5 separate regions of the Sus scrofa genome follow, and regions 1, 3, 4 and 5 are each linked to region 2. The links are chromatin contacts, called in public Hi-C and HiChIP or PLAC-seq maps. All regions are on one chromosome and are shown on one strand. The core of a region is the stretch at or near the end of the contact, and the rest is flanking DNA. Distances in the headings are between cores, read along the strand shown. Region 1 overlaps PDE4D (cAMP-specific 3',5'-cyclic phosphodiesterase 4D). Region 2 overlaps PDE4D (cAMP-specific 3',5'-cyclic phosphodiesterase 4D). Region 3 overlaps PDE4D (cAMP-specific 3',5'-cyclic phosphodiesterase 4D). Region 4 overlaps PDE4D (cAMP-specific 3',5'-cyclic phosphodiesterase 4D). Region 5 overlaps PDE4D (cAMP-specific 3',5'-cyclic phosphodiesterase 4D).

Evidence for each region. Hi-C and Micro-C count contacts between places; a contact is called where the count stands out from the background. HiChIP or PLAC-seq counts read pairs in DNA pulled down with a chosen protein or histone mark.
Region 1: a Hi-C map of skeletal muscle shows a contact between it and region 2, with 8 times the contacts expected there. The contact joins two enhancer-like sites. A contact is called at or near these places in 13 of 47 Hi-C or Micro-C datasets (embryonic fibroblasts, epiblast stem cells, fetal skeletal muscle and 8 more) and 1 of 2 datasets of contacts at active chromatin or transcription factors (skeletal muscle).
Region 3: a contact with region 2 is called in an H3K27ac HiChIP or PLAC-seq map of skeletal muscle, with 7 times the contacts expected there. The contact joins two enhancer-like sites. A contact is called at or near these places in 6 of 47 Hi-C or Micro-C datasets (fetal skeletal muscle, fibroblasts, mesenteric adipose tissue and 2 more) and 1 of 2 datasets of contacts at active chromatin or transcription factors (skeletal muscle).
Region 4: an H3K27ac HiChIP or PLAC-seq map of skeletal muscle shows a contact between it and region 2. The contact joins two enhancer-like sites. A contact is called at or near these places in 1 of 47 Hi-C or Micro-C datasets (skeletal muscle) and 1 of 2 datasets of contacts at active chromatin or transcription factors (skeletal muscle).
Region 5: an H3K27ac HiChIP or PLAC-seq map of skeletal muscle shows a contact between it and region 2. The contact joins two enhancer-like sites.

Annotation. Positions count from the first base shown.
Region 1 is chr16:38,093,856-38,097,777 of Sscrofa11.1, forward strand. It overlaps PDE4D (cAMP-specific 3',5'-cyclic phosphodiesterase 4D), which reads right to left. Exons shown (of 19, transcript XM_021076868.1): 8 at 578-651. Among named protein-coding and RNA genes, the nearest start is that of MIR582, 480 kb to the right of the region's middle. Within about 2 kb of position 1,971, at least 1 of the 83 cell types and tissues checked has an H3K27ac peak or open chromatin away from gene starts, as enhancers often do. A contact at or near this core is called in skeletal muscle, where this site is marked.
Region 2 is chr16:38,539,049-38,543,286 of Sscrofa11.1, forward strand. All of the region lies in intron 5 of PDE4D (cAMP-specific 3',5'-cyclic phosphodiesterase 4D), which reads right to left. Among named protein-coding and RNA genes, the nearest start is that of MIR582, 39 kb to the right of the region's middle. Within about 2 kb of position 1,818, at least 2 of the 83 cell types and tissues checked have an H3K27ac peak or open chromatin away from gene starts, as enhancers often do. A contact at or near this core is called in skeletal muscle, where this site is marked.
Region 3 is chr16:38,110,518-38,114,855 of Sscrofa11.1, forward strand. The region is part of intron 6 of PDE4D (cAMP-specific 3',5'-cyclic phosphodiesterase 4D); the gene reads right to left. Among named protein-coding and RNA genes, the nearest start is that of MIR582, 470 kb to the right of the region's middle. Within about 2 kb of position 1,899, at least 2 of the 83 cell types and tissues checked have an H3K27ac peak or open chromatin away from gene starts, as enhancers often do. A contact at or near this core is called in skeletal muscle, where this site is marked.
Region 4 is chr16:38,256,796-38,261,066 of Sscrofa11.1, forward strand. The region is part of intron 5 of PDE4D (cAMP-specific 3',5'-cyclic phosphodiesterase 4D); the gene reads right to left. Among named protein-coding and RNA genes, the nearest start is that of MIR582, 320 kb to the right of the region's middle. Within about 2 kb of position 1,491, at least 10 of the 83 cell types and tissues checked have an H3K27ac peak or open chromatin away from gene starts, as enhancers often do. A contact at or near this core is called in skeletal muscle, where this site is marked.
Region 5 is chr16:38,168,822-38,172,760 of Sscrofa11.1, forward strand. The region is part of intron 5 of PDE4D (cAMP-specific 3',5'-cyclic phosphodiesterase 4D); the gene reads right to left. Among named protein-coding and RNA genes, the nearest start is that of MIR582, 410 kb to the right of the region's middle. Within about 2 kb of position 1,535, at least 5 of the 83 cell types and tissues checked have an H3K27ac peak or open chromatin away from gene starts, as enhancers often do. A contact at or near this core is called in skeletal muscle, where this site is marked.

The DNA of each region.
Region 1 (3,922 bases), core at 721-3,220, 450 kb before region 2:
CCCAAAAAAATTTTTTTTTCATTTTCCACCTTTATTAGAACCCCCAGGTTAAAATTATTTTCCATCTCAGCTTTCTCTCTTTCAATTGCTTCCCCTGTTATCCTATAAGTCCCAGTTTTGTTGGGATCTTCATGGTGCTGTTGATCTAGTTCAGTAACAGCTCAAGAATTAGAGATCTTTGCTGTGATATGATGCTTCTCCTTGCCTTAGAATTAAGAGGATAAAGTGGGGTTAACTTTAAGGGCTGACGACACTCTCTGCCTATGGTTAATTTATAAAGTCAGCCAAAACTGTAGTTACCCTGAGTGTAAATAACTGGGCAGAGGACTGATCATGCCAGGTGATTTCTGACAGATGGAATCATCATATTTATTTGTCATCCTGCTTCATCTCTGATATGAGAACCATCATCACACAGTATTTATAGAAAATTAACAGGACATCGTATGACTTAGAGTAAATGGTTAGACAACATGGCAACTATTCAGAGAAATCTAATATATCACCTTGAGTTCAATTAAATTGAGAAAACACTGTATGAAGGTCCAGCCAGAAGGAGTGGGAGAAAATAACTTACTTGCTAGGTGCTCGGTCTTGCAAATTAGTCAACGCAGCAAAGTTGTTTCGGACAGTTCGCAGGCTGGCCAAGACCTACAACAAAAAAGGAGTCTTTAAACTTCTTGAAATGAGGGCCTCTTTAATGAAATTTGAAATGGTTTGGTGACTTTAAAAATTGGTTTGTTCAGTGAAAACCTGACACCACTTCCAACTTAGTTTCATATACTACTGAAGAACCTCCCAGCATCTGGTGACATTTACATGTATCCATATGAAATCCACAGAGGGCAAACTTAAAAAGATTTTCTGGATTATTTCTCCTCATGGTCTATGAATATGGTGACAGGAGCAGCAACTGCCACAGTATTTCTGGATTCCTCAGCCACCAAAAAAACAATGTCCCAGGCAATATACAGAGTGCTATTGCATTTTATGCAAATTTCAAATCATGTAATATGAAATATTCATAAAGTCTCACTTTAAGGGCAAAATGTAAAACAGTTCTCTTACCAAGTTCTCTTCAAACCAAGAATGCCATAATCTTAAAATCCACAAACCACACCCTTTTTTTTTTTTTTTTTTTTTTGTCTTTTTAGGGCTGCAACTGCTGCATATGGAGGGTCTCAGACTAGGGGTCAAATTGCAGCTGTACCCCCTGGCCTATGCCATAGCCACAGCCATGCCAGATCCCAGCTGCATCTGCAACCTACACCACAGCTCATGGCAACACCAGATTCTTAACTCACTGAGCGAGGCCAGGGATCAAACCTGCTTCCTCATGTATGCTAGTCAGATTCATTTCTGCTGAGCCATGACGGGAACTCCAAACTATGTACATTTTAAATTGTTTTTGCACTTTTGCCACAGGGCTACTCTAGCTAATACACAGAGATTCCTTTCCTCGTGAAGGTTATCTGATTCATGAATTATAAGGTCTCGAATAAAATGAGACTGCCCTGAATGTGCACAGTGCCTGGCCCATGAAAGACACAAAATTTTGTTGAATAAATGATTACTGAGACACAACATAATCCACACACACAAGGCAGGACCAGTAGGCCCCACTATTTCTGATAGCTCTTCCTTTTTTTCTAATTCTAGTGAAGCTGGACAGTGGCAAAACAATCAGAAGTTAGGGAGCACCATCTCCTCCCACTTTCTCCTAGAATGGGCAAGTTTCCCCTCAGGGTGTAGCCTAGAGTTGCTAAGGTCAAAGGCCCTCTGGGTGACAATGGGAATGTTAAGTTTCTCTCAAACTTAGATTTCAGATGCCTTTGTAGATACCACATCACAGCCCAGATGGCCTGGCTCTGTTACAGTCAACATGTGAACTCAGACAAGTTCCATCGTTTATCTGAAGCTTAGTTACTCATCTGGCAAGCAGGAGAGTGCCGTCTACCTCAAGGGCTGTTGTGAAAATGCGATGAGATGACAGGTAAGGTGTCCAGAACAGTGTCTGGCAAACACAAGGCGCTCAGGGACTATTAGCCCAACAAGGCAACATTCCATTTGACTAATGATTGGGCATGTATGCCGGGAATCTACTTAATGTCTCCTAATGACAATATGCAAGAGATGGGGGGCAAATTTATAATGTTACCAGGGCTCCAGGTCTGTTCCCAGAATTTTTTTTCACTGGATGCTGACCGAGACTAAAATCAGCCTAAATTTTGTTCTAAGACAAAAACGTCTCAGACATTTTTTAAACTGGCATTCCTTCTTGTAGGTCACTGGGGTCCTGTTTATGCCCAGGACAGTGACCTACAGCACTATCCCTGAAGGAGTTAATGGTGTTTTGTAAGGTGCCAACCATGATTAACTCACTCCCTGGAAAAATCTGGTCCATTATCACATATAAACAGCTCACAGTGCCAAAAGGTCACCCTGCCTATGACGGAGGATTCGACTGGCCAACTGCTGACATCAAACCATGCTGTCTTTTATCAGGCATGAAATCTTGAATGATCCAGAAAGAAATCTGACAAATGACCCACTGTCATTAAATCATGCAGGCTGAATTTAGACTTTAAGAATTGAATATTAAGTACACTAACAAAACATTTTAAGGTTATTGCCCCCCATCAATCCTTATTCTAGGCTAAAATTTAACCTCAGAATTCTGAGAATTTTGTTTTAATAAATTAAGGTAAGTGCATCTGACAGTTGGGCAAACAGCAATAGGACCGTAGGTAACTCATGATCTGTGCTCATTTGAAAGAAAGCATTACTTCATGAAAGATACACTCCACTTGTTTTTCTGTATAAAGGTTTTTGCCTCAGATATAATAAAGATATTAAATTAGAGGATTTCATTTTGGTTTTTAAATTACATTTTTATTTTGTACTTATTTGCATAATCTATATCTTTACATGGTACACATTTAAAAGTAAATTGTCTCTCTCAATAACAAAGAAAATAATCAAAATTATTGTTATTTCTGAGAAGAGGCCAACAGATAAAACTGGGGGACCCTTGGAGGCATTAAAATATTGGCACTGTTCTATTTCTTAAACTGTTGATTTTAGTATTGTTCTTTATCTTTTAGAAAGTCTCTAGAGATCTTCTCTTATATGGATGAAATATTTCACAATGAAACGTGAAAATAGGTTTCTCTGTTTGAGCCTCTCCTCCATTCAGCTGCTTATCCCCTCGACTCACGGGCTTTTAGATTGTCTCCTAAATTTTATTTTTATACACACTGCTGCAGTAAGTACCCTTGTAGATACATCATCCCCTATATGTGCAAGTATTACATTATTGTTTTTGTGGGGACAAATAATATTTGATAAAGGCTTTATTAAGTATTAACTTGATCTTCTGCACCATGACACAGATGGTACAAACAGAAGTGTAAATAAAAGTCCCAAACAAATGTTGTAAGGAGGGTGTTGTCCTAGGCCTAGTGGGATGATCCTGGGTGTCCATATCATGAAGACACTATGTTAGCCTTTCCTGCTCTCACCTGCACTGCTGGACATAGGGTGAGGCATCTGCTACTGCAGGTGGTGGAGAACTAGAGGCAGTTTTACATAAGGCCCTGAGTTAAAGTTCAATTATGCTTTGTTTTTGTTACAGGGCCACTCTCACTTCCCTTGAATTCAATCCTTTAAGAGCTAGAGTCTGGGCTCTATTGCTCCTACAATTTTCTCCACTCTTTAATGCTTGCTAATCAAAAAGTTCCCTGAGGTTTTCTCCCACACAGTTCAATGGTTAGAAAATGAAGGTCATTTCTTTCTCTTCTGCCCCTCCAAGCAAAAGTATAATCAGTCAAGGTTAAAATACATTGGGAATGATGAAAAATAATACACTTTAGGAAAGAAATTATTACAATGTCATGGAAAATTTTTGTACAGAAATGTACTT
Region 2 (4,238 bases), core at 568-3,067:
AGAGGGAATATATTGCTTCACCTCATTGTGTACCTGATCATAAACTTGCTTGGGTCAATGGAAAATGAATGGAAGTGAGAGTCGTTTCAGAGCAAGAACTCTAACAAGCATCTTAAGTTTCCTCTTGCACTTCTCCCTCTACTGTAAGAGCAGCACACGTCATGTAGGGATTGTTCCTTTCAGCCCAAATTCTAGAACAAGAAGGCATGCAGAGCAGAGCTGCAGATGAGCAGCACCTATGTGTAATTTAAGCAAGAAATGCAAGTTTGGAATTTTAAGACACTGAGATTGGGGCTGCTTGTCACTACAGAAAAGCTGACTGCAGTGCAATTATTTATCTGTTAAGAAAGACAAAGAAAATAGCATAAGGGGCCTGTTTCTCCCCACTAAATCTATTTTTTTTTAAGTATTAGGTGGAAAGTCCATTGGGGCTGGCTTGGTGGCCTGGAGACTAGCAGCAGCATCAGTTCAGTGATCATAGGTCCAACCACCTGTGCCCTGTGGAAGGTTTCATTGAGGCCTCCCTCCACTTTCTTCTAATGGATCTACTAGCCCAAACTATGGGATCAGCAGGAAAATAAGAAAATACTTTAGATGGAGAGGAACTCTTTTACATGATCTCAGGGGAAAGCCTGAGCAATCTAGATTTCTCTTTGTAAATCTAATTTGTCAATGACCAAGGTCTAGGAGAAAGAAAAGGTACACTGCAACATCTGGGCCTCATTCTTGCCAACAATGGAGCAGATGGAGTGATTATCTGTAGCTTTACTTGCACTGACCCTGAATATCTGTTGTTTGTCACAACAGTTTGAACACTTTAATTTCAGTTTCCCATGCATATGATCACATTACTCATAGAGTTTACTCTGAAAAAGGGTAAAAATGACAAATTAGGAGAACTAAACACTACTGTTGCACTGTTAGTTTGCTATTCCTAAAACACTTTTATAAACTCAAAAGAAAGAAAGGCACTATTTAAGGAAACCACATGTACCCTCTCAATTGCATCTAAGAACCCAGGCAAGTCACCCTCAATGAAAGGAACTTGAACAATTAGACACTCATTGTTTTATATTTTAATTTTATAATATTTCATAGGTCAAACAGTGGAAAGCAGGCAGAGAAGAGTGAGAGAAATCCCTAGCTTCCAGAAAGATAACTTTTACTTCTGCTCTTTATTATTCAATTGTCTCCCTTTCAAAACAATTTACATACTGCAGACATTTCTCATTCTACCCCTTCTTTTATGAATAAGGTAATGTATGTACAAACAGACATCTAGGATTCTTCACCAAAGATTAAATATAAAGTGGGAAAATGTTAACCCTGGTCTAATATGCTCTAGGCTTAAAATATTTATTTCTTTAATAAATGAGTCAATGATTCCTATAAAACTTTGCTTTTTGTTTCTCTAACACTTCTAGAAAAAAAAGTTATATATTTTTTAAACAATTACATGGAGTATGAGATTTAGAAATTACCCATTTGCTTATTTAGAAATTCAATTTTAAATCTCTTTGCCATATGAAAGAAATATTGAACAATCATTTAATTTCATCTGCCTGATGTTTCCTTGGTTATATTTTGATATTTCTATCTATTTATATTTTTCTGAGCAAATGACCTATTCTATCATATGTTCAATCTCCCACAATACCTCATATAATTTCCTAAATAATGGCTTCTATGACACAGGAGGATCTATTTATAAATTAATTGCATTTTCAGTGTCATTTCTGGCAACATATTCCTGGGCAACTGCTATGGAGATGGAAAGTATCAAAATATACAGCAGAAATTTGAACCACACCAAGGCAGAAAGGCCTGACAAAGGTTAGCAGGATAACATAACATTCAGCTCTGCTCTTTTTCTTAAGCTTATCTCATCTCAATACATACATAGGAAATATCTCCTATTTTCACCAAAGGAAGTACGTCAGATAGACAAAAACAAATATCATATATCACTTAAATGAGGAATCTAAAAAATGATATACATGAACTTATTTACAAAATAGAAATTGATTCGAAGACATAGAAAACAAACTATGGTTACCAAAGGGTAAGGAGGGGAGGGAAAATTTAGGAATTTGGGATTAACAGATACACAGTACTATAGATAAAACAGATAACCATCAAGAACCTGCTCTATAGCACAGAGAACTACATTCAATATCTTATAATAACCTATAGTGGAAGAGGATCTGAAAAAGATACATAAATACATGTAGCTAAATCTCCTGGCTGTATATCTGAAACACTGTAAATCAACTATATTTCAAAACAAACAAACAAAAAGATGTAGAATTTTGTTTTAAAATTGGAGCCAAAGTAACAAATGTTCAGCTGTTTTTATAAGCATTTTCTTAAAAAGGGGGGGGGGCATTTCTTTCATTCCAATGTACTTTAGAAACTCATTATGTTGACAAGAAATTTGTAGAGCTGATGAAAATTCTGATGCTAATACATTTTATTCTGTTTCTCTCACTCCCTAATTTCCCAAGGACTGACATGTATAAAGGCTACAGGACCCCACATATGCATTTTATTCTTCAATACCCTCCAAAAATTTAATAATCTTTGTTTATTGACATTTTTGTGGTGAGAATCATGTAGATATTTCATGCCACATAGTCTTGCTGTAATGTCCTAGTCGAAACAACCCAGCTAAGTCTGTGCCTGTTCAAAGAAGCAATGTATTAACACATTTATTTGGACAAGTTCAAATTATTTAATATTTTATCAAGTATAAATTGTTTAATAAGAGATTTTAGAGGTATTATTTTATTATTATTTTATTATTTATTTATTTATTTTGTCTTTTTTAGGGCCACACCTGCAATATATGGAGGTACACCACAGCCACAGCAATGCAGGATCTGAGCCACTTCTGTGACCTATGCCACAGCTCACAGCAATGCCAGATCCTTAACCCGCTGAGCTAGGCCAGGGATCAAACCCACATCCTCATGGATGCCAGTCAGATTTGTTTCTGCTGAGCCACAACAGGAACTCCACAGAGGTATTATTTTAGTTTAGATTTGAGAAGCAGTCAACAGTTGGTTCACGAACAGCCTTGTCTTCTGAGTTAAGAATTTAGATTTTTATCTACCAATCAGTGAGGTCTATTGAAGGACTTTAAGTATGAGGTTTGGTTTCAGAAAGATTCTCTATCAGACATAGAGCCAGAGTCTCCAAAGTGGGGTATGCACATGCTAGAGCACCGTCAAGCCATCCATACATAGGGTATAAGAAGAAATATAAAAGTGTGTGTGTGTCCATGCGCATGTTTAAATCTTAAATAATTCGGTATGTGTGGTTTTAACTTTACATATCAGTGTGTGTGTGTATATATATAAAACATATAAATTCACGGCTACCTAAATAAACATATTAGGAGTTCATAGTCAATCTTTTTTTTTCCTTTGCTTATGATATATAAGGTCAAAAAGTTTAGAAAATATTAACAAATGAATCAGAAGCATAAAATCAGAGAGGTCCATAGGAAAATAGTGCAAAAAGCAAACAAACAAACAAAAAAAACAAAAAACTGATGGCCTGAATTAAGACACAAGAATAGGGGAGAAAAGAGAGATACCTGCCTATTCTTGCGATAAGGAAATAGCAATGATTGACTAAATGTGAAAAGAGAGAGGGATGAGGAAAATGAGTCTAGGGCATTGGTTATATGGTTTGATGGAGCTCAGACTCAAGGAGAAACTTATCAAATGGATGCCACAGACCTGGGAATTAAAAACAAAGATCTTTTGATAAAAAGTTTGAGTGAAAATGTAGCAGAGAGGGATAAGGTGGAAGAAGACCTGTGAATAGTGAACCTTGAGACTCATCCCTGTCCTAACTCAACCATAATGGTTCAGTTTTATCTGTTTTCTATTTTGGAGTTTGATACATTGGGTTCAGTACCCAGTTCTGAGAAATCAATATTTAAGGGCAGGAAAAAACATACAAAATATAAACAGTATATAAAAAATAAAGATTTATACTTTGTTTGAAAATTGAAACCAAAGTAACCAAGGTTTGCCTAGTTTTGAAAGCATTTCTTTCATTTGGATGCATCTTAGGAACAGTCATAATGTTGACAAGGAATTTGTAGAGTCAATGAAAGTTCTGATGTCAATAACAACATTTTATTCTTGATGAAAGCTAACCTATTTACACACAAGAGAAACTAATTTTTTAAATGGCAAAGAAAGTTCTATACATTAGACTAAGATGAG
Region 3 (4,338 bases), core at 649-3,148, 430 kb before region 2:
ACATATCCAGCAAACTGATAATAATGGTAATAATTTCAAGTGATTATGATGATTATAAAACCATAATGATAACTAATATTTACCAACCAATTACTACGATTCATGCACTGTGGAAAACACACTACATTGGTTATCTCCTATAAAAAAATTTTTTTTTAGATGAGGAATGAAAGACCTAAGAAGTACCCCCAAAAAGTCATATGCCCATGGTATGATGAGGCCGGGATTCAAATTTAGGCAACATGACTCTGGTGGGTCTGTGCTTAAACATGGCAGTTCTGCATCTATAACAGTGTTTATCAATGCCAAAAGCACATCCAAAACACTGCTCAATCTCTAGTACATTTTCCATTTCATGAAGGTGATAGGTACCAAAAAAACAATAAATGGAAGAGTCTCATATAAATGCAAAAGAAATAAAAACCAAAAAAATTACCCAAATGACTTAGAAAAACAAAAAAATCCCTACCCCCCTACTGATTTTCATGTCCTTCTTTCCTAAAATAATAAATTAAGTGAAATAAAATAAGTTTTTGTTTGCTACCCAGGTGATAGTTTTGGCTGATAATTCAATATCATATGTCCATACTCAGACTGTAGTAAGATTGCAAGCATGTCATATTTAATAAATGCCTCTGTGCATATGCACATGTATGTAAATATCTATGTGTAAATGTATTTATGCTTGCTGTGTGCATGTGAGTGTAATTCTAGGGGAAGCATTTTGACTTTCTGCCTCTGTATTTCAAATGAGGAGGGGAAAAGTTATTGTGGGGGGAACCCCACCACCATCTTTATCAGCATAAAGAGAATTTACTGTATTATTTAGCCTATAATACTCAATGGAAAAACCCTTCAAAGAACATCTGCCTTGCATACATTACATTTTAAGGTGTATTTCATAAGATTAAGAAAACATAATACGTCAATGCAGGTTCATCAATTGTAATAGATGTTGCACCCTGGTATGGGGGCAGAAAGTATATGGGACATCTATGTACCTTCCTCTTAATTTGGCTGTGAAACTAGAAGTGCTATCCAAAGTAAAGTCCTAAAAAGTTAAAAAATGAAAATATATCATAGAACATGACCTAAGAAGTTATTTGGTCTTCTGACACTTAAATCATTTGCTCACTCCTTATTCATGCTTTAAAAATGAAGGCCTGATATTTGCCCCCAAACATTCCTAAATCAAAACCCCTCTATTTGGGGCCCTTGTATGCTCATCTTACACGCACTGAAGATGAGGTAAGTGAAATTGGAGCTAATGAAACATAAGCAAAAATTCTCTAGTCTGAAGTGTAATCTCCGCTTTGTCATAAAACAAAAATTTAGGTTTCACTAGAGAATGTTCATGAAGTCAATAAATGACCTCAAATTTGTTAAATGATGGCATGAAAGACAATCTCTTTTCAGAATTATATAGCAACAGATTTTCCTTTTCTAAAATGATAAAAGTGTTTTGCACATGTAGGGACGCACTCACTCAGCATATTTATTTTGTTTTATAAAAGCCAATACAATAAAGGGATCCCATCAAGAGTGCTGATGTCACAAATTGTCATCACAAAACTTTGATGGCTGACTTCCAGGAGGGAGGAGGATGGGGAGAGGGCTGCACACACAGCAAGCTTTCACAAGTGCCCTCACTCTGTGTTCTAGGAACAGGTTCTTCTTTCCCAGTTTATCTTCTTTGGCCCGTTCCTAACGTCAGTGGCCCTGCACTCTTGGTTTTTCTCCAGGATGGGCTCCCAGGGAAAAAATTTATGGGTAGCTAGTCCAACAATTTTTCAAGATTTGCATGGTATCAAATGATTCAGTAGATTAAAAGGAAGGGTGTGATCAAACGGAGAGGAATGAGCGCAGTACATTTTCTGCATGCCTACTACGTACGAGACCCTGCCCGACTGACACGTGGTATTTAATTCTGATGCCTCTGCGGTAAATGGATGCTCATGTTCCCTCTCAAGATAAGGAACTCGGTTCTGAGAACTTAAGTAACTCATTGGCAGTCATGCCCTTGGCAAGTGGCAGAGTTCAGTGGTTTCCAAATGCCACGCTGAGACCTGGTGCTCACCCAACAGAATGCTCATTGCTCTTTGTGAGGGTGAGAATAAACACAAACTTTAGAGTGAATTTTTTTTAAGTCTTATTTAAAAAAAAAAGTTAACCACATTCCTTTGAAAAACTCTCCTTTATTCTGAGAATACACCTTTTTAAAAAATGGAAACGAAATGCCTTTGAAAAAGAAAATGAGTGTGTATATCAATGGGGGGAATTTCTCTATTAACTAAAGTCCTTTATCTGGAAAAGTAGGGAGTTAGTAATGCTGGCTCAGTCGCTGAGATGGTTTTTGAAGTCTTATTGAATAATAAAATCCCAGGGCATTGGAAAAGAGCAGCAGAGCTGGATTTAAACCCAGACTTTACATACTGTCACACTTCCACTGCACCATGTTGTTGCTTTCTACACACAAGTGGATTCAGACTATTCTGAAGCTCCACAGAAGTACATATTCTAGACTCAGTACAGTCCAACAGAAGTTTCTGCAGTGATGGAAATATCACTCTCTGTGCCGTCCAGTTCAGTTTGCACTAGCCACAGTGGCTACTTAGCACTGGAAATATGGCTAGTGCAGCTGAGGAACTGGATACTACCTTTATTTAATGTTAATTGATTTAAATCGAGAGTCATCAGTGATTAGTGGCTATCATCTTGACCAGTGCACCTCTTGAGCAATCTTTCAAAACTTCAGTAATAAGAGAAGACAATGTTTTGAATAACTGGAAAAACAAACAAACAAACAAAAAACTACTCTAAGCTTGAGAGCAAAAGAGCATTGCTATATTAATGGAACAACAATTCTTGATTGTTTGGCAAAGACAATTTTTGCTCTTCCTCATAAGAGGAAAGATTTGCTTAGAAGCCCATCAGGATTCTCCACTCCTGAAAGGGGAATAAAGATTTTAGTATAACTGCTATTATTATATTCTCATCCAGAGGGTATTATACCTGCCAGCAAATGCCAAAGGCATTGTCTGGCAGCAGCTGTTGGTCAAAATCATTATGTTCAGGGTCAAGATACCTGGATTCTAACTCATGACGTGTATGTGCACGCACACATGCATGTGTGTGGGTGAGTGCGTGCAAGACATGGCATTTCTGAGCAGAATTTTGTGATATGTAAGTCTGAGCTAATGATATTTTCCCTTGTTTCCTTACATGACTGTTTTGAGGATCAAGTTCTAAACTTCATGGGAGAATCCTATGTTAAGTACAAAGATTATACAGATGTCAGGCGATTTTAAGAATGTACCCCTATCTATCTGCATCACTCCCCAAAGAGTCTATCAAAGCTGAGAGCCAGAGAGGATAAAACATGGTAGTCTTTGTGAATATCTTGAACTTGAACTGATGACTGTGAGGTCTGTTCATAAACCTTTGAGGTATACTTTTACCATATTCAAAGTGCTCCTGTGTTTGGAGAGCTGGGTTATATACAAGTTGTCTGTCTGGGAAACATCAGGTTGCTTTCCTGGATAAAAAGTACAAGATGGGCCACCTTTAAACCAATGCAGAGCAGACAAACAAACAAAACACCAAAAAATAGTGAAACAGGTAGGAAATTTTACCTAATCTCTATAGCAGGTGGGGTAAATGAATGGAAACAATGTATTTAAGATAAATAATGCACATGAAACAGCATAAAACAGGAGTTCCTGTCGTGGCACAGTGGAAACGAATCTGACTAGGAACCATGAGGTTGTGGGTTCGATCCCTGGCCTCACTCAGTGGATTAAGGATCTGGCGTTGCCGTGAGCGTGGTGTAGGTCCCAGACATGGCTCAGATCTGGCGTTGCTGTGGCTGTGGTGTAGGCTAGCGCCTACAGCTGATTAGACCTCTAGCATGGGAACTTCCACATGCTGCGGGTGTGGCTCTAAAAAAAATAAAGACAAAAAAAGAAAAGAAAAGAAAAGAAATGGCATAAAACAAGAGTGTGCTGTCAGGTCAACACATGGAATTAACTCCATGATTTTACGTAAAAGAATTCTTAGTGCCTTCTTTTTTAGCTTCTGAAAAAAAAAAACAAAAACAAAAAAACAAAACAAACAAAAACAACAACAACAGCAAAAACTCATAATTGAAAAATAAGAGATTGGATGAAAGTTTTACTTTATTGCACTTTAAAAAAATCACCACTGGAACCTTTGGATAATGCATAAACCGTAATTCTTGTTTTCTGATTTTTCTGGCAGAGAAACAAAAACCAAAAAAAGGAACAAAAAATAACCAGCCAAACAAACCAAACTGGCCTGGTAGACAGAATAAATTCAGCC
Region 4 (4,271 bases), core at 241-2,740, 280 kb before region 2:
TATAGCTCCCTAAAAAGTTCCTAGGGCATTATCTTTCATACTGTCTAAAAACAAATAAATAATTCTTGTGAGTTATTTTAATCCAAACTTTGAATGTTTTCTTTTTTTCTTTTGGTTTTGTTTTATAATGATTTTTATTTTTTCCATTATAACTGGTTTACAGTGTTCTTCCAATTTTCTACTATACAGCAAGGTGACCCAGTCATAGAAACATATATACATTCTTTTTTCTCACATTATCATGCTCCATCATAAGTGACTAGATACAGTTCCCAGGGCTATACAGCAGAATCTCATTGCTTATCCATTTATATGTTTTCTATACAAGTAAATCAGGACATATTTTCATACAAATTTAATGCATACTTCTATATAGGCCTGGTAGTTCCCGGATAAGTTACATTTGGTCTAAAGAAGAAAGATCTTATTCCTGAGATTCTGCAGACAATGTGACTGGCATTTGCTATTGATGCAATAGCTTGCAGTGCTATAGACTAACCAATCAGAAACTAAAAGTGTGTGAAGAATCAACCTTTCCTTGTAAATATCTAGAACACGGAAGCAAAGAAGGAAATCAAAGATTTTTCAGTGTCTCCTTTTTTTAAATAATTATTTGATTACAATAGGCTAACTTGTATGTAATGCTAAGATGTCACTGACAATTTATTGAGGTCATGAGGTCGAGATTTTTCCTATGACATAATAGATTAATAACATATTTACTCTGCTTCATGGTATCTAAATCTCCTGACTTTCCGCCTAGATCAAACTAGGTGGGCAAGCTTACAAGGCTGACTTTCCACCTAGACCAAAGAGAGTTTCCACTTTTGCATGTGAATGAGACCTGAAACACTTATAAACAACACAGTAGTATGTTGTTGTTGCTTCTCCGTATGTTGAATCAAACAAGAACCCTTTCCTGACATTTAAAGTGTTAAGGGAAAGTTAGTGTGACCAATTCTGGCTACATTAAGTCCATTAGGCGTGCCATCACACTTGTTTTCCAGATGCCAGTCACAGAATGTTTTTCCAATTCACCATTTAACTCTCAAAATCAGCTCTTAGAGTTGGTCAAATTCCTCCTACTTCTGCAGGTTCCCAAATCCCACCGACTAAGGTTAAAGTTTGCATCTTAGCTCCTATTCCGCAGACTTCAAAATTAACACAGGATAATAAACAGAAGTTACATCCCTCAGCCCAGCTGGCAAAGGCTTATTTGCAGGGGGCCTCCAGCTACAGAGGCTGCTGACAAAACGTCTTCCTAGCCATAAATAGGAAAGAGCAATACCTGTAGGACTTTGAGAAACGCAATCTTGATTTGACTCTTGCTGAGGGTCCTGGCACGGTGGCTCCCCAAGGATCCCAAACAAAAGCCATTTGTAAGAAAGGTGCTAGGGAGGCCGGAGACAGCAGCAAGTCAGAGTGGGTGCAGGGCCCTGGGGCTGGAAGGCTCCACATGGAGCAGGAGGCACTTGTGGCTGAGAGAGGGCATTCCCTCCGTACGCTGCTCTGTGCTGCCAGGGAGGTGGCGGGTGGCCGAGGCAGGGCTGGAAGGATGGCTGGGACTTCTTGCTGCTTGACACTTGCCCTTTGCTACAGAGCTTGCTTCACTCTGACCTTATCTCATCAAGAACATGAGAAACTCTCCCTGGCAAATGTGTTTTTAAATACAGCCCTGATTAAACAGCACATGCCACTCCTGGAAAGCAATACACACAGACACACACACACAGACACACAGACACACACACACACACACACACACACACACACACACTGTGAAAGGTATGCCTGAAGTCGGTGAACCTTTATATCAAGCATCAAGTTAAAAAAAAAAGTAAACAGTGGTCCTCTGTTTAAGAAGAAAAAAAAAAAGTAAAAAAGTAAATATATGCCCATGATGGGGAAAATCCAACAGAGATTTACTACATCTCACACACCTAGCTGCCAAATACTATTTTTCTTATATCATCTTCTCTTAGCCACAGGGATGAACATCATTATTAGCAAACCTTGCACAAGGATTTAATGGTCTGGAAATACTAGCGCCTCCCTGCAAGTCAGTGTGTGAGGAAAACAGGCAGATCACTTTCAATGGTTTTGGCAGCTCTCCCCTCAAGGAGATACCGCGTCACCTTGGAGGGTGAGTTATAGTGTGTGACTTGGACAACAGAGATCAATTTTCTTGCCCATTTTCTACTCCCCATAAACATTTCTTAACTCTCTGATAAGTCCCGTGAAACAACCTTCTTTTAGATTACATAAGTGATGGAAGCCGCAGAGATTCGTCTGTTTTCCAGGTCCAGCACATCTCCATGAGGCATGCATTTCAAGATACGGTGCTCCGGGAGTCAGAGGACCACAATGCCGTCACTGGTCCTCTTCACCAAGGGCTATTCAATGTTAACAAGGCGGCATAATTCCATCAGTCTCTGTCCAAATACGGTCCCGCCAGTGACCTCAACTGTAAACCAAGGCAGAACTCCACTTCCCCAGGATAAGATTAGAGAGGCCTGGAGTGCCTGACAGTGACTTAACCCCCTCTGAACTGGACAAAACTGACCTACCGCTGAGCCTGGTGAACTTCACCACATCTGCTAAATTTTGAGACCGCCCCCTCCCGAATAGCCCAATTCATGTCTCATATACCCAAGGGGGCCAAATTATTCCTGTAGTTTCTGTCAAACCTTAAGTCAGTATACTTGGCCCTTCTTTTCCTAACAGCATCCAGCACACCAGGGGTTCTTGAGAATGCTACATGCTCTGTATCAGCTTTGAGAATGAGTAACTGAAAACATTTTTACAGGTTTCAACTCTTTGCTATCTGACAGATGGGCTGAAAGAGTGAGTGACAGCTGACTGAATGGTGGCAACCTTGCAGGATCCAAGAATTCAAAAATAAACACATTCTCTCTGAATCATCTAGCAATATTTTAATGCTTTGCCAATGATACCTTTTGGCTTTTGAATATGGATTCCCATTTCAAAGACCAAGACCAGTGGTCACCCTCCTGGTATTCTTTGAAAGAGAAGGTACCCATACCTACACCAGTCTGCCTGTGTTGGTTTATGAAACTCCACTATCAGAACTTCATTCCATGATTATATTCCATTTCCAAGGCAGGGCAACTCTTGGGAAATCCAAACATTCCTGGCAGAGTCAACACAGAGCTGAATAACTTGTTTAGGAGAATGGTTTCATATGAGGCTGCAGCTAGACAATGCAAGAAAACTGGGAGTCTGGGTGAGAAGGGGGTATGTTCCTAAAAACTGGAAGGGGGAGCAGATTAGTGTTAAGCGGGGGAGTCGGGTGGACACAGAGACAGACAAGAGAACAGAAGGCTAAGCACTGGCTAAGATTCACTACTGTCACCTTCCGTGCAATACAAAGCTCTCATTTCATCTGGTGGCATTTCAAAGTTTGTAGGTCAAATAGCATCATTAGTTTTTAAAAATGAAAGCTGCAGTCCAAATACACAACACTGGAAGCAGAAAATACTGCTTGTGTTGTTATCCCAATTGCACTTGTCATGGCAAGACGGACCCCATCTTCCCAGGTAGGCTAAAACCAGCAACAGGCACTTTGATGAACACTTGTCTTTATCCATACCAATTTACATTCTGAAAAGAAGGTTCTGTTGACACCTGTCTGATAAAATGTAAGGGCATAATAATAATGCAGAATGAAAATATTACAGATCTAAAAGAAATGTTCTTTGAAGGAGATGCAAAGTTGTCTTTAGGGTTGTTCAGCTCTATGTCAACTCTGCCAGGAATGTTTGCATTTATTTTTCAGTATTGCCAAAACATTTCTTTTTTGCCCCCCTCTGCTTCTTGAAAGCAGACATCTAGAATAGTTAAGCAAGACAAAGACAATGGAACTATAAATGTGAAATGATGACCACAAAAATGGAAACTTTGGTCCTTTTTCCTAATGTGAAATTGGATGAAGACATAGAAGTCTCTGTCAATGTTAAAGTTATTTCTCCTTAAATTACTTACCACCCTCCTTCTCATTTCTTCTTTACACTTAAGAATAATCCCCCTTAGGTTACCAGGTCTCAGTAAGGTCACAAAAATAAGTTATTTCTTTCTGAGATTAATTATAAGCAAAGTTAAGCCTTGATTTCAAGTATAAACATTAACATTATTTTGAAGGTCTGACTAATACTTCACAGACATGAGAATTTAGACAATTGGGAAAAAATTTTTTATTTAAAATAAGCTGTTTGCTAAAATGAACTTTTTTCCCAATTCTTTTTCTCCACACC
Region 5 (3,939 bases), core at 285-2,784, 370 kb before region 2:
CCTTGTGCGATGGTTGTAATCCTTAAGAGCAAATCCTTTGCGCTGAACTACAGTGGGACATGGGGATTTTCTACCTGGAATCTGGTCTTTAACAGTTCTTTCCAAAGCTCCTATTAGATCCCTACTTGACTAAATGACCTTAGATTCATGCAGTGACAGCCACGATTTATGCATGACATTATAAAGGAATCCAACTGTGCTCAACCATGGTCATAGTGAAATGAGTTTATTTAAAGAGCTGGCAAACAAGCTAGTGGAAGTCATTTGTAGACAGGAAAAGTTTCTTTCCCTTATTAGTGAAACAGAGCCCTCAAGCATATTTTCATAATTTAATTAGGACCTATAAAAACGAAAGTCTCCTCGAGATTATCTGTGAAGACAGACATTTTGGCAAAAAGGTAAATCATGTCAAATGCTAACTTGAGTTATTTCTGTTTAAACTTTATTTCTTCCCAGCTCTTTTTCTGATGTTCTCTTCTCATGCTGTCTTCCTCTAAGTACATGAACATTTTCTACTTTATGTACTTTCTGTTTGAAAAATTGAAGGCTAAATTCAACTAAATAAGAAAAGAAATCTGTTGATTTTAAAGTTTATTTAAATAAAATAAACTTAAATATTTAACTTGGCTGACATAGCCTTATTAGGAGGTGATTACATAAACAATTTATTTAGAATGAAGTTATCCCTCTGGCCCAGGGAAAATATTTTGGTTTCCAAAAATCAAATATTCCAGGTTTATTTCATATCACTCTACCCCAAATTCAAGTAGTGAGGTTTTTAAATTATTCTGTTCACCGCTGAATTCCTGAAAGCAATGGAACCACTTTTAAACTGTAAATGTATTTTTACCATGAAAGTAAAAAATACCCTGAGGATATAGTAAAATGTAAAAGGAGAAATCCCCTACCCCACAGGAATCCTTTAGAAAGTCACCGGACTGGAAATTTTATGAACGTGAAGGCTAATATTTCATCAGTGTCTAACAGCCATCAAAGTGCCTGGGGCAGAACTGATTTAATAAACATTGTTAAGTGAAGCAATGAAAAATACACCTTTATTTTTGCAACTATTAAAAGAGCTACACAAAACTCTGTACATTTTAAGCTACAGAATCAGATTAAATGGCCAAGTGGCTAGAGAATGTTCTTGTACAACACTAAAAGCTAATGATTTTTCTCAGTTACTAAGGATTAAGCCTTAATTTCTTAGCATTAAAAAAAATTAAGTCTAGAAGTGTGGTAAAGCTAAAAGAAACTTAACAGTGGGGCAGCAAGTTCACAATTTGAGCAGGACACTCACCCTGACATTGGAGGCCAGGCATCACTTTCATTTCTTAGGGCTCTCAGTCACTCCACGCTCTCATATTCAGCATCCCAGCTACGGAATCGGCCTGATGCTGACAATGAAGCTGGAGTGGGCCCAAAGCAGTGGTCATGGTCCTCACCCCCAGCAGGTCTCTTGGCTGAAGAGATCACCGCATTACCAGAGTCGGAAGGCCATCCAGATCAGCTGGGTGGCCAGGGGATGCAACACACCTCAGCACCTGTACCCTCCGGTCATGACTAGCTGATAGCCCTGAGGTGGTGAGTCACTGAGACAAGGAGACAACGTTGAGGAAAACTGGGAAATGTAGATTCTAGCATGGGAGCCTCATGAGGGAATGAGGAGACGTGTTGAGACTGGAATTATCAGTGAAGGTGGGAAACTAAGGGTGAAACCCACAGGAAAAAAAATCCTCCCAGACCTGATCCTTTACAATTCCTCACCACAGAGAGTCAATTCTGTTTCTGTAACTTGCTCAGTACAGTCCCTAGCAGGCTGCCATCTCTTACAAGAAAATTAAACATAAAAACAGATTGGAATGTTTTCTTGGTGATGTAGAACAACTCCTTGATTTCTCTTCATGCAACAGACAGATGTGGAATACTGCTGATGGAAAAGGCTCTGTGCTGGGCACACAGGAACAAAGAGGGACAGGCCCTGCGACCCACTCACAGCCCCAGGTAGGACTGACAATGGACAATTGCTACAAAACCTCAAGAGCTGACAGAGAAATGGACCAGGTCTCCCAAGAACGCAGAGAGGCGCCTTTCAATTTTGATGGCAAGGTCTAGGAAGGCTTCCCAGAAGAAACATCCATGGAGGGGGGATCTAAGCAACAGAGTTTATATGTGAAATTGTATTCCAATGATTACTGTAAATTGACAACAGTTTTAAGGGCTCATGTAGTCCTACATACCAAACTGTGATCTAAACAATCTACATAAATCATTTTTCTCCTTATTTATATTTCAAACAACACTTTGCTTAATTAACCAGATGTTAGTGAGACTGAATGAAGTACATACAACCACATCAACATGGGGTAAACTCTCAAACATCAATTTTTTTGGGGGGGAGGGAACAGCCACAAAATAGTACAAACTGTATTATTACTCCTTTTTTATAAAAATCAAACCTGGAAAATAGTATTCTGTGACTTATAAAATCAAGACAGTTGTTACACTTGGCACTGGTGGGCAGAGGCTGAGAGGGGCACAAAGGTGGCTTGAGGTCTGCAGGTAGCATTTTTAATCTGAATGGTGATTATAAGGGTGGCCACTGATAATAAAAATTATTAATTTTTCTTTTTCTTCCTTTCTTTCCTTTTCCTTTTTTTTTCTTTTCTTCATTCCTTCCCTCTTTCCTTTCTTGCTTGCTTTCTTTCTTTTGTTTGCAGCATCCAAAAAGATTTTTCTATGGTTTATAATATGCATACATGTTCTTCATAGGTGACAAATGACCTAAAACATGTTGAAATTTCTAAAAACTATATATACATATTTGCATGAATGTATATATCATGCTTTTGCTCCAACTTTATTTGCATGCAAATTTTAATGACAGAGTTTAGATATAAAGAATAATATAGATATTATCCAATTACAGGGGCCACTTAAATGGCAAGCAGCCACATAAGGCCCCTCTTCTCTCTGGTGACATCACCAATAGATGGAAGCGTGTTCTGAGTTTCAGCGCAGCTCCCAGTACTGCACCCTATGTGCCACCTACTAACTGACCACAGGTGAAAACAATTGGCTATCTCGGTTAAAACCCAAGATTTAAGGAAAAAAAGAAAAAAACAATGGACACCATCTAATTCTTTTGTTGTTAACATGAGAAAGATCTTACAATTAAGGACAAATTTCACATGTATTTCTAGGCCAGTATATAACTTCACACCCATGTGTGTAAATGATTTTTCCCAATTATAATAACACCTTTATAAAGGCATGTTTGCTGCTTTTTGTGTTTTATATTACCATAGAAACACTTACTGATTCATATGTAATTAGACAGGAGTTTAACAACAGGACATAGATAAACAACTGGGATTATTTTTTCCAAGCAGAGAATCAGGGAATCTTTTGTGACTCAATTTCTCCCCCAAGGTGGTTCACTCCACCCTCATCACACCTATTAACCCAATGTACAGTTGTTAATTATAACAAGATAATGCTTTTACACATTTTTATTGGTAACTACTCATAATAAAATAAGTAGATACCAGAGACAATGGAATGCTAATTGGTTGCTCTCATGAAACCACTGCATCCACTGTATTTCCAGTCTCTATGTTTTTCAGCTCAACCTGAAGCAATACTCTGGGCCATGGGAACAGATCTTCTAACCAGATCCCATTTTTTTTGCCGGTTGTTTTTCTAGAAACAGATGGAGAAAGAGGCTTAAGCCCTTTTTCCTGAACTAGGATGTCAGGGCAAACTAAGCAGGCATCCTCCTCAGTCTGGGGCCTGCTAAGGAGGGTGAGACTCAGGCTGTGAGGTTACAATCTGTGAATTACATAACTCAGAATGTATGTTAGGACCAGAGGGGATCTGGAGAGGCAGGGGAGGCCTGGCAATGAGAAACAGTGAGACTGAACCACCAGGTGGCCCCAT